Regions from separate parts of the Mus musculus genome. Here all the other regions are linked to region 2. Evidence: chromatin contacts called from public promoter capture Hi-C data. All regions are on one chromosome and are shown on one strand. Each heading gives the region's core, a stretch centred on a gene start, on an enhancer-like site or on the middle of the called end of the contact. The rest is flanking DNA. Distances are from core to core; before and after follow the strand shown.

Region 1 (2,700 bases), core at 51-2,550, 2.6 Mb after region 2:
TGGAAGTGAGGGGCTGGGTAATTCATTCTACATTTTTGCCATGCAGCTAGTTAGGTCTTTTTAACTGGGGCTCTGGGGTATGCCAGTTTTGATTGTATACCTCCTGACAGCAACTCCGGGGAAGGTACATAGACGCAAGTAAAAGCAGAGAGCGCTGGGCATCTGAGGTGAAGTGGTCCTAAATGGTGGGAACCCCAGGAACCTAAACCAGTACCAAAGAAATCCGCACTTTCAGTAGATTGCCTCATACAGCTTCAAGCATCATTCCTCCACGACTTTTTATCTCGTTGCTCTTCTTTAGTTGAAGAGAAATAACTTTTAGGACCGTTTAGGGCCGTTTCTTAAACTTAGAAGATCAGACTGCAGAGTAAGAGGGATAGCTAAAAGGAGATCAGGAGTGGGCTATGTCAAAGAATTTACTCTAGGTCTAGGTAGAGCACAACCACCGAAGTGTTGAAAGACACTTTTGATATGCTCTTCTTGGCACAGCCCATTTTTGCGAGTGAAGAGGACGCTGAGACAGAGAGCAAAGCTGATCTGCCCACTTTCATCTAGTCTAGTCTCTGGGCTTCTACTTGCACGCAAAGCAGAGCCACTGCGAAAGGCTGGATGGAGTGTAGAGCAATGCTCCCTCCCACCCCACCCCCTATCCCACAAAGCCAACCCTAGGGTCACCCGCGATGGGCGCAGCCACGTTCAGTACCTTGATGTAGGCCCTCTGCAGGTAGTTGTAGGGAACTCTGCGTTGGAAGTCGCTGCGCACGTCCTCGCTGACGCGGTGGCGGGACGCGGGGCCGCCCAGGCGCTGGCTCTGGCAGCTGCGGGAGCAGCGCGCCCGCTCCAGCACCGCGCGGAAGAAGGGCAGCTCGGCTCCGGGGCCGGCGCCGGGGGGCGCGAGCGGACGGCGCGCCGCGCAGTGGCGGGCGCAGCGCGTGCGGATGTCCCGTAGGCGCCGGTGACTGCTCAGGGCGGCTTCCAGGTCCCGCACCGCTCGCTCATAGTCGCCGCTGTAGTAGGCAGCCACGCCGCTGGCGTAGAGCAGGTCGAAGGGCTGCAGCGGGCCGCGCTCGGGCTCTGGCTCCGGGGACCGGCGACCGTCCTGGGGGCCGCCCCGCTGCGGTGTGGGCAGCAGTAGCAGCAACAGCAGCGACACCCACGTGCTCTCCCGCATCCTCCGCCGGACCCGTGGAGGGAGATCGTCGCGCTTCTTGCCTGCCCCACCGCAACTCACGTTCGAGCCCCGCTCCAACTCCGAGGGCTAGCGAGCCGATCCTGCCGTGATCCCGCTGCGCGACAGCCCCAGGTGACCGCCGGCAGCGCTGCGGTCCTGGAGGCGGAGGCTCGCCCAGCTGGCCGCTCTTAAAGGGACGCCTCCAGCTCACACGCTCCTCCTGCCGCCGAGCCTCCGCGAGCCGCGCTCCAGCTGCCTGAGAGCTAGCACAGTCCTGAGAGGCCGACCCCTGGGGACAAGTTTTGCGTGTGGGGTCCCTTGTGGGTGGCAGAAGACGATGGTGTTGCTTTATCTTCAGCACTTGGGGAAGTGAGGTCCACAGTCGTTTTCTGGAATCTATGTGGACTTGCTCTTTGCAGTCCTTCACTCTTAGATGCAACATGAAGGGGCATTTCAGACTGCCTGAAAAGCTCTAGAGAAGGGGAGGAGGGCCCCTGGCCAGTTGAGTAGGTTTGAGGAGAAAGGGGTTTGCCCAAGTTTATACAGCTAAGAATAAGCAAAGGATGAACCTAGCTCTGCCCCACAAAAATAGAAGCTTCCCGCCCTCCTGTAGGGCAGGGTCTCCTCCCTCTTGCTTTCTCCCATGGCTAAGTGTGGATGTGTTCCTGTATTGAATGTGAAGACTGGGCAAGAACGATAAATAACCCGAGTTTCCTGTTCAGACCGCTGGAGGAAAGTGGAGCTGTACATTAAGTTCTGCCTTTGGCAGTTTTCCAGATGTGCACTGGGCCTCTGTTACTTACCTCATCCAAAGCAGCCAAATGCCCAACATGTCCAGTGATATTCAGACATAAATCCCTATTGTGAGAGTTGAACAAAGAGTCAGTTTAACAAACCCAGTACCCCAGGACTTAAGCAATGAACATCAATCTAGAAGTGGGAAACTTGACAGAAACAGCTGCCAGAGTCCAAGGAACTAGCTGGAGGCTTTCCTGTTCCTCCCCGTCTGTTGGGTCATAAATACCTTCTTAGCCAAGGTGTTCCCCTCTTTTCTGTCCCTTGGCTCCACACTCCCAGAAAAAGGGGGGGAAAGTGTGTTAGACTCTGGAGTCCAGCCTGCAATTCCCTGGGAGGACTTCTGTTTGTCTGGAACTGTCTGTGGGAATCTCACCTCAGTCTCTGGGCCATTGGAAAGATAACCAACGGGAAAGAACCGCATATATTGTCCAACTGACCCGAATTTGCTGAAGAAAGTCTTTGTGTAAAATGGTCACTATTCAAAAAAGGTGGCTAGTGTCGCAACCTTTCCCTTCTTCTTGTTGAGTTTCTCACCCTTTTGGCCATGAACCGCGCTGGCTAAATAACTCTGAAAAAAAAAAACTGATTCATGTACATATTAATTTTTACACCAAAATTCTCAAAATTGTCTATTTCCATTCATGGCAAATCTTGCCTTAGATGGTCAGTGCTCCAGAATTAGCAAAGAGTTTTTTTTTTTTTTCTCCTGGTGATGAACTGTTCAGATAAAG
Region 2 (2,700 bases), core at 10-2,509:
GACAGCTCTTCCTCCTAGGCATAGGTCAATGCAATCCAAAGTTACACAGATGGAAGCTCACTCTTTATTGGCCCTGGACTGAGCAAGTTACCAGGTGACTGAAGAAAAGAAACAAATAGAAACTTTCCTGATTTAAAGGAAAGCGAATGGAAAATAGGTGTGTAGGGACTTAACACATCTCCAGAGTGTGTTTCCTTGCTCTTTTTGACACTTACAAGTGATAACAATAATTAGGATAGTTGGGGTTTCAGACTCTGGTAAAGCTTATAAGAAATGCCTGGTGAGGAACATGAAGGGACACAAGAAACAGGGAAGGTTGAAGAGCTTCAAGCCCATTAGAATTTAAAGTGGTAGGTTTCTGAATCCCACATGCTCCTTAAAAAAACTGTGGTGTCTCTTTAAGAGCCATTTGGTGCATTTCCTAGCCTGATTCATGTCACCAGCTGCCTCTGATTTCAGTGAGAAATGCAGAATTTATAGGGAACTGTAAAATGGGGACAGGTTTCTAGTTTTCTAAATTGAGGTTTAACTGGCAAACTTCTGAAGGCTCAAGAAACCACAAGTGAGGCTGTGGGGGGAACTGTTGTCTTTTCCGGTCAGAAAAAAAAAATATAAACACACAAACACATTATCTAACTCTCAAAGTGTTGGGAGAAAGAAATCAGTGCTCTTTGCCGAGCAGCAAAAAGAAGAATCAGCCTTGTGGGCAGGAGGAGGAGGAGGATCGCATTGGCCAGTAGGCAGCACCCTGTGCTGGCAGAGAGAGAAATCTGAGCCTCAGCCTCGCCAGGAGCAGGCTTTGCACAAACTATCTGGTTTCAAGTTGCGACTCTCCGGAGTCCCTGGGAAGGTGCCCCAGGGACAGGGCCCCCAGGATTGATGAGACTCCCCCATCCCCAGCCGCCCAGAGGATAAGCAGGTGAGTCTGCCTAGAGACAAGGTCAGACCCAGCGGGCTGCTCTCCACTCGGTCCCCTGACCAGGCACTCACCTCATTTTCCTGCTCTGTGAGCTCCTGGCTTTGGTTCCTTCTGCCAGACTTGTCTGTGAGCTCGTCCCAGTCCCCGGTGTGGTGTCAGCGATGCCTTATCTTTGTTCTGAGGTCCCTGTGTGTCTCTGGAATTGGCTGGCATTCTCCATTCAGGTCACGCCTTCTCCTGCCTGCAACAGATCCCCTCTCCCCCTCTCCCTCTGGCTTTCCCTCTCTCCTCTCTCTGTCTGAGCTTATGTACACTCGGAGGGACCTGACAGACTGTTTCCTTGCAAGATCTGTTAGCCAGTCCCCTCCTAGGGAGGGACTGCAGCCCTTGAGAAAAAAATCTGAGAGACTTAGAGGTGTGTGTGTGTGTGTGTGTGAGAGAGAGAGAGAGAGAGAGAGAGAGAGAGGAGAGAGAGAGAGAGAGTAATTTCTCTTCAGCCTCCCTTGCCTGATGGCTATAATTGTTCTACTTTAGGACCCCAGCAAAAGAACAATTAAACAGAAACAGCCAACTAAAAAGGCAGTTCTAGGAGATTATAAAAAAGAAGGCAGATTCCAAGCCTCAGCCTGTTCGTGGACATCCACAGGTTTTTTTTTTTTTTTTTTTTCCTTCTGAAAACCTCGTGGCTGGCCCCGCTGGTGAGGGAGCACCAGTTCCTGCAGTTGGCTACTTACTCTCCCCACTTGAAAGGCTGCTGCGTGGCACTGTCTAACTGCAAGCATGCAGAGATCTAATTTACCCAGTTGGGAAAAAGGCTTCAGCAAAGCCAGAGAGCCAGGTGCCCCATGCATCTAGAAAGAACTGTGCCTGTGTGCTGTCAGTGCCTCAGGCCCCATAGAGAAACGTACAGCAGATCTATGCTGAGCTGAGTAATAAGAGAGCCCTCTTCCTAAAGACAGCACCACATATAACCCTCTCCACAGCTAACCCCTACTGTAACTCCACCACAGTATCATCTCTGCAGTCCGACATCTCAGTCCGACAGAGGCCCTTCCACAGTAATAACCCCAACACACAAAAGTGGCAGCCTGCGCTGAAGGGCGTGTGAGGTGGGTGGGCCCGCTCACCTGCATCATTTCAGCGCCAGGCACAAACGCTGTCTAAATCACTTCCACAAACTTCTGAGGGTTCTCTCTGATGGATCTTTTCCAGGTGGGAAAATGATGTCTTAACAAGATTATAGGACTGGCCAAGGCATCCAGGATCCCACTACCACTTCTGGAGCCATTGCCACCTCAAGCCAGCTGTTAGAAGAGCCACTGGGCGCTAACCCTGGCCCCACTCGTTCCTTCGAGAACCTTGTCCAGGCCTGTGGTAGCATTATAACTCCAGTAAAGAAAGTGCCCAGAGGAAGTGGTCATACACTTAGGAAGGGAGGAAGAAGTCCATCTCTCATGGGTTCCATGACACCACGTCTCGGTAACGTATCACAGAGCACGTGGCGTTTGCAAACCACATACATCCACTAACAGAGAAACCGAGTCCTGAACTATTTCAAGCGCTTTAGATGCTGATCCAGACTTTAACGGTGATCTATGTTTTCTGACCAACCTGGCTGCGTACAGCACTGTTTCAGATCCCATCTCTTTGTTCGCTGAATGGAAACTGTAACGAGGCACAAGTGAGAATTTGAGGATGAGCTGCTTTTCAGTCATGCAGAAGGCCACCTGCCACCTGAATCAAGGTGCCAAACACATTCTCCACCCTGAGATAGCTCTCCT
Region 3 (2,700 bases), core at 6-2,505, 2.2 Mb after region 2:
CATCTCACAACTAAGAGTAGACAGGCCCTGTGTGATGAAACTCCCCCAAGTCCATGGCCATAGGAAATTGATTATTCTCAATTTAAGAACTTTATAATCAGGTCATCTGTATTTGCTCAGAGGAAGAAAGCCAAACACTTGATTCCAATGAGCAAATCTATAATTAATTAGTGAAACGATCTTTGCTCAAGTTTAACATTTTTTTTTAGAGCAAGCTGTCAGATTTGGCTGGAGCGCAGGCCGGCATGTGTGTGAGTTTCACAATTCACAGATGTTAGACACGCTCAGTCTGAGTTAAGAAAGAGAATGTCAAGTTTTAAATAGCTTCTCCCTGGCTGGAACAACAAATAAAACATCTTTATGAACACATTTTGAAGCAGAATTTCTTACAGGAAAATGTCAGATTTCTCTTCAGCTTGTCTCACAACTTTGACATTTTCTGATGTCACTAGTTTGCAGGTGTCTATGGCTGTGGCATGAATGGAGATATGTACGTAACATGTCAGTGACACTTGGGCACACAGCTCTAGTTCCCTCTTGGACTCTATTCTAATTTAGCTTCTGAATCATATTTCATTCAATTTCTAAATCCACAGAACCAGGATTGGTTTACAGCCTACATTCAGAAAGGAAACAAATTCATTATCATGGAGACTTTGCCTGATAATATATAATTCTTTACAATATAAAGAATGTCAGATTTTATAGTAAAGTAGGTAGAAGGAGACTAAAAAAAGTTAAAAGTGAGGCATAATAGAATGAGACAGAATGATAAGAGTTTGAAATAAACTTTATTTTTCCCCATTGACAGGCCATCTAAAATAATTCTAAATAAATATGAAAACAATAAAACAATTAGGAAACATTGTAAAAGAATATTAACTCCTATTTTTATATCACATAAAAATCCTATTACTTATATCTGTATGGTTAAAAAAAATCACTGCAGGCTATTTTCTTTTATTTGGGACAGAAACTATTTCTAAATACATATACATGATCTCTCTCTCTCTCTCTCTCTCTCTCTCTCTCTCTCTCTCTCTCTCTCTCTCTCTCTCTCTCTCTCTCTCTCTCTCTCTCTCTCTCTCGTTGAAATGAAGAGTGAGTTCTAGGTTAAATATAATCAAGGAATTTCCCTGTCTTTGCTATTTGAGATTGTGACCACAACAGGCGGTTGGCTGAAAGGGAGGCAGAAGGGGGTGGGGGTGGGGCAGGGAGAAGCCGAGAAAAAAAAAAGTCTCCTAAGCGTCTCTGCAAAACATTGTAGCCACAGCAGAACTGACAGGAGCTCTCAAATCAAGTCAGAATACAGATACAAGGAGATGTTATTCAGTTGGAGCAAGGGGGACATTTATTAGCTCAGTGACAAGTCCTGGCTTCTGTGATTAAACTCTGATGCCATTCATACCAGCACCCAATCCCAAGCAAGATCAGAAGTTCAGAGATGCCTACAAATTGCCAACAAGTGTGGCCACTCTACGTCAAGGGCTCTAAAACTGTGGCAGAGAGGAAGAACAGCTTTACAGGGGGTGCCCAGCTGGTAAGAATTGACGGTTTATGATGCTCTGGTTACTTGAAGACTCTCATTGGCTGAAAGGAAGAAACGCCCCGCCTCTTTGCAAATCTGAGTAAAGGGGGGAAGTGTCTAAACTTCTATGTCTGATGGCATTTGACCCTATTGCTTTCAGCCTCCTGGCTACATACCTAGATATTCTCAGGTGTATATGTATATTTTATAGAATTGCTTCCCATCTGTTGGTATCAAAGAGAGTTGAAGGAAATGAATTTTGAAACTTCACGGTGTGCCACCCTACAGTACTGCCCCGACCCTTACATCCAGCGGTGAGTTTAAATCTGACCTGGCGTCTGTCAAAACTGAACTGGTGTGCCTGGTGTATTCTGAGTGTTTCTGCTGTGTACTGAAGAAGCCCTCCTTGTTTAGCGAGCATAATAATACTACTTTGGACTTTGTATGGACTTAAAGTGGTTTGTAGATATCTTTTCTACAGTTATCTTATACTTTATTTCTTGAGTTACTAAGTGACAAAGTTTGAAGACATCCATGTTTTTAAATTTGTCACACTATTGTACTCTATAAGGAGAGAGAGTGGGGGAGAGAGAGAGAGAGAGAGAGAGAGAGAGAGAGAGAGAGAGCATGTAGCTCGGGTAGAAGATGTGGGAGGGTCAGGGAGATGTTGGAGGTTGGAGGAGGGGGATGAGATTATCAAAGAATTAATTAAAATATTACTTAAGATTGTCACACCATTTTAAAATGTTAAAAAATTTTAAAATGTACCACGTGCCATGCTCAGTCCCACCCACCAAAGAAAAAGAAATTTCATTGGACAGGGATATAATAATCTATTGGGCAATTTTCAAGTCAAAATAAACATTGGAAATTTTGATTTTTGTCTTAAAACTAAATAGCCATTGTTATGTGAAGCAGATTGTGGCTTGTCATTTTAGCTCTAAAGAATATTTTCTCTTTGATTTGTTTCAAAACAAACATCATCTTTTGACAAATATGACTTCCTAAAACCTGTGATGAAACTGAATTTTGTTTGTGTTTGTAGAAAAATATTTACCTTGCACTGAGAAGGAGTATTAGCAAGAGTTCACAATAGTGTGCCTCTGTCGGGGGAAGAGACTGTTTCAAATTAGAGTTTGCTATTTTTAAACTGGTAAATGAAATCCGAAGAG

The links. Promoter capture Hi-C pulls out the DNA fragments that hold promoters and counts their contacts. Capture Hi-C pulls out chosen DNA fragments and counts their contacts.
Region 1: a promoter capture Hi-C map of hippocampal neurons shows a contact between it and region 2, with 4 times the contacts expected there. The contact joins the promoter of P3h2 here to the promoter of Masp1 in region 2. A contact is called at or near these places in 1 of 39 promoter capture datasets (hippocampal neurons) and 1 of 115 datasets of contacts at active chromatin or transcription factors (extraembryonic endoderm stem cells).
Region 3: a contact with region 2 is called in a promoter capture Hi-C map of liver, with 5 times the contacts expected there. The contact joins the promoter of Trp63 here to the promoter of Masp1 in region 2. A contact is called at or near these places in 1 of 39 promoter capture datasets (hippocampal neurons), 1 of 115 datasets of contacts at active chromatin or transcription factors (astrocytes) and 1 of 9 other capture datasets (liver).

Annotation. Positions count from the first base shown.
Region 1 is chr16:26,104,513-26,107,212 of GRCm38.p6, forward strand. P3h2 (prolyl 3-hydroxylase 2) reads right to left here and starts at 1,301. Exons shown (of 15, transcript NM_173379.3): 1 at 704-1,301. The coding sequence starts at 1,171.
Region 2 is chr16:23,519,556-23,522,255 of GRCm38.p6, forward strand. Masp1 (mannan-binding lectin serine peptidase 1) reads right to left here and starts at 1,260. Exons shown (of 11, transcript NM_001359083.1): 1 at 991-1,260. The coding sequence starts at 995. It also overlaps a transcript of Rtp4 not described here.
Region 3 is chr16:25,682,510-25,685,209 of GRCm38.p6, forward strand. It overlaps Trp63 (transformation related protein 63), which reads left to right and starts at 1,256. Exons shown (of 14, transcript NM_001127259.1): 1 at 1,256-1,842. The coding sequence starts at 1,781.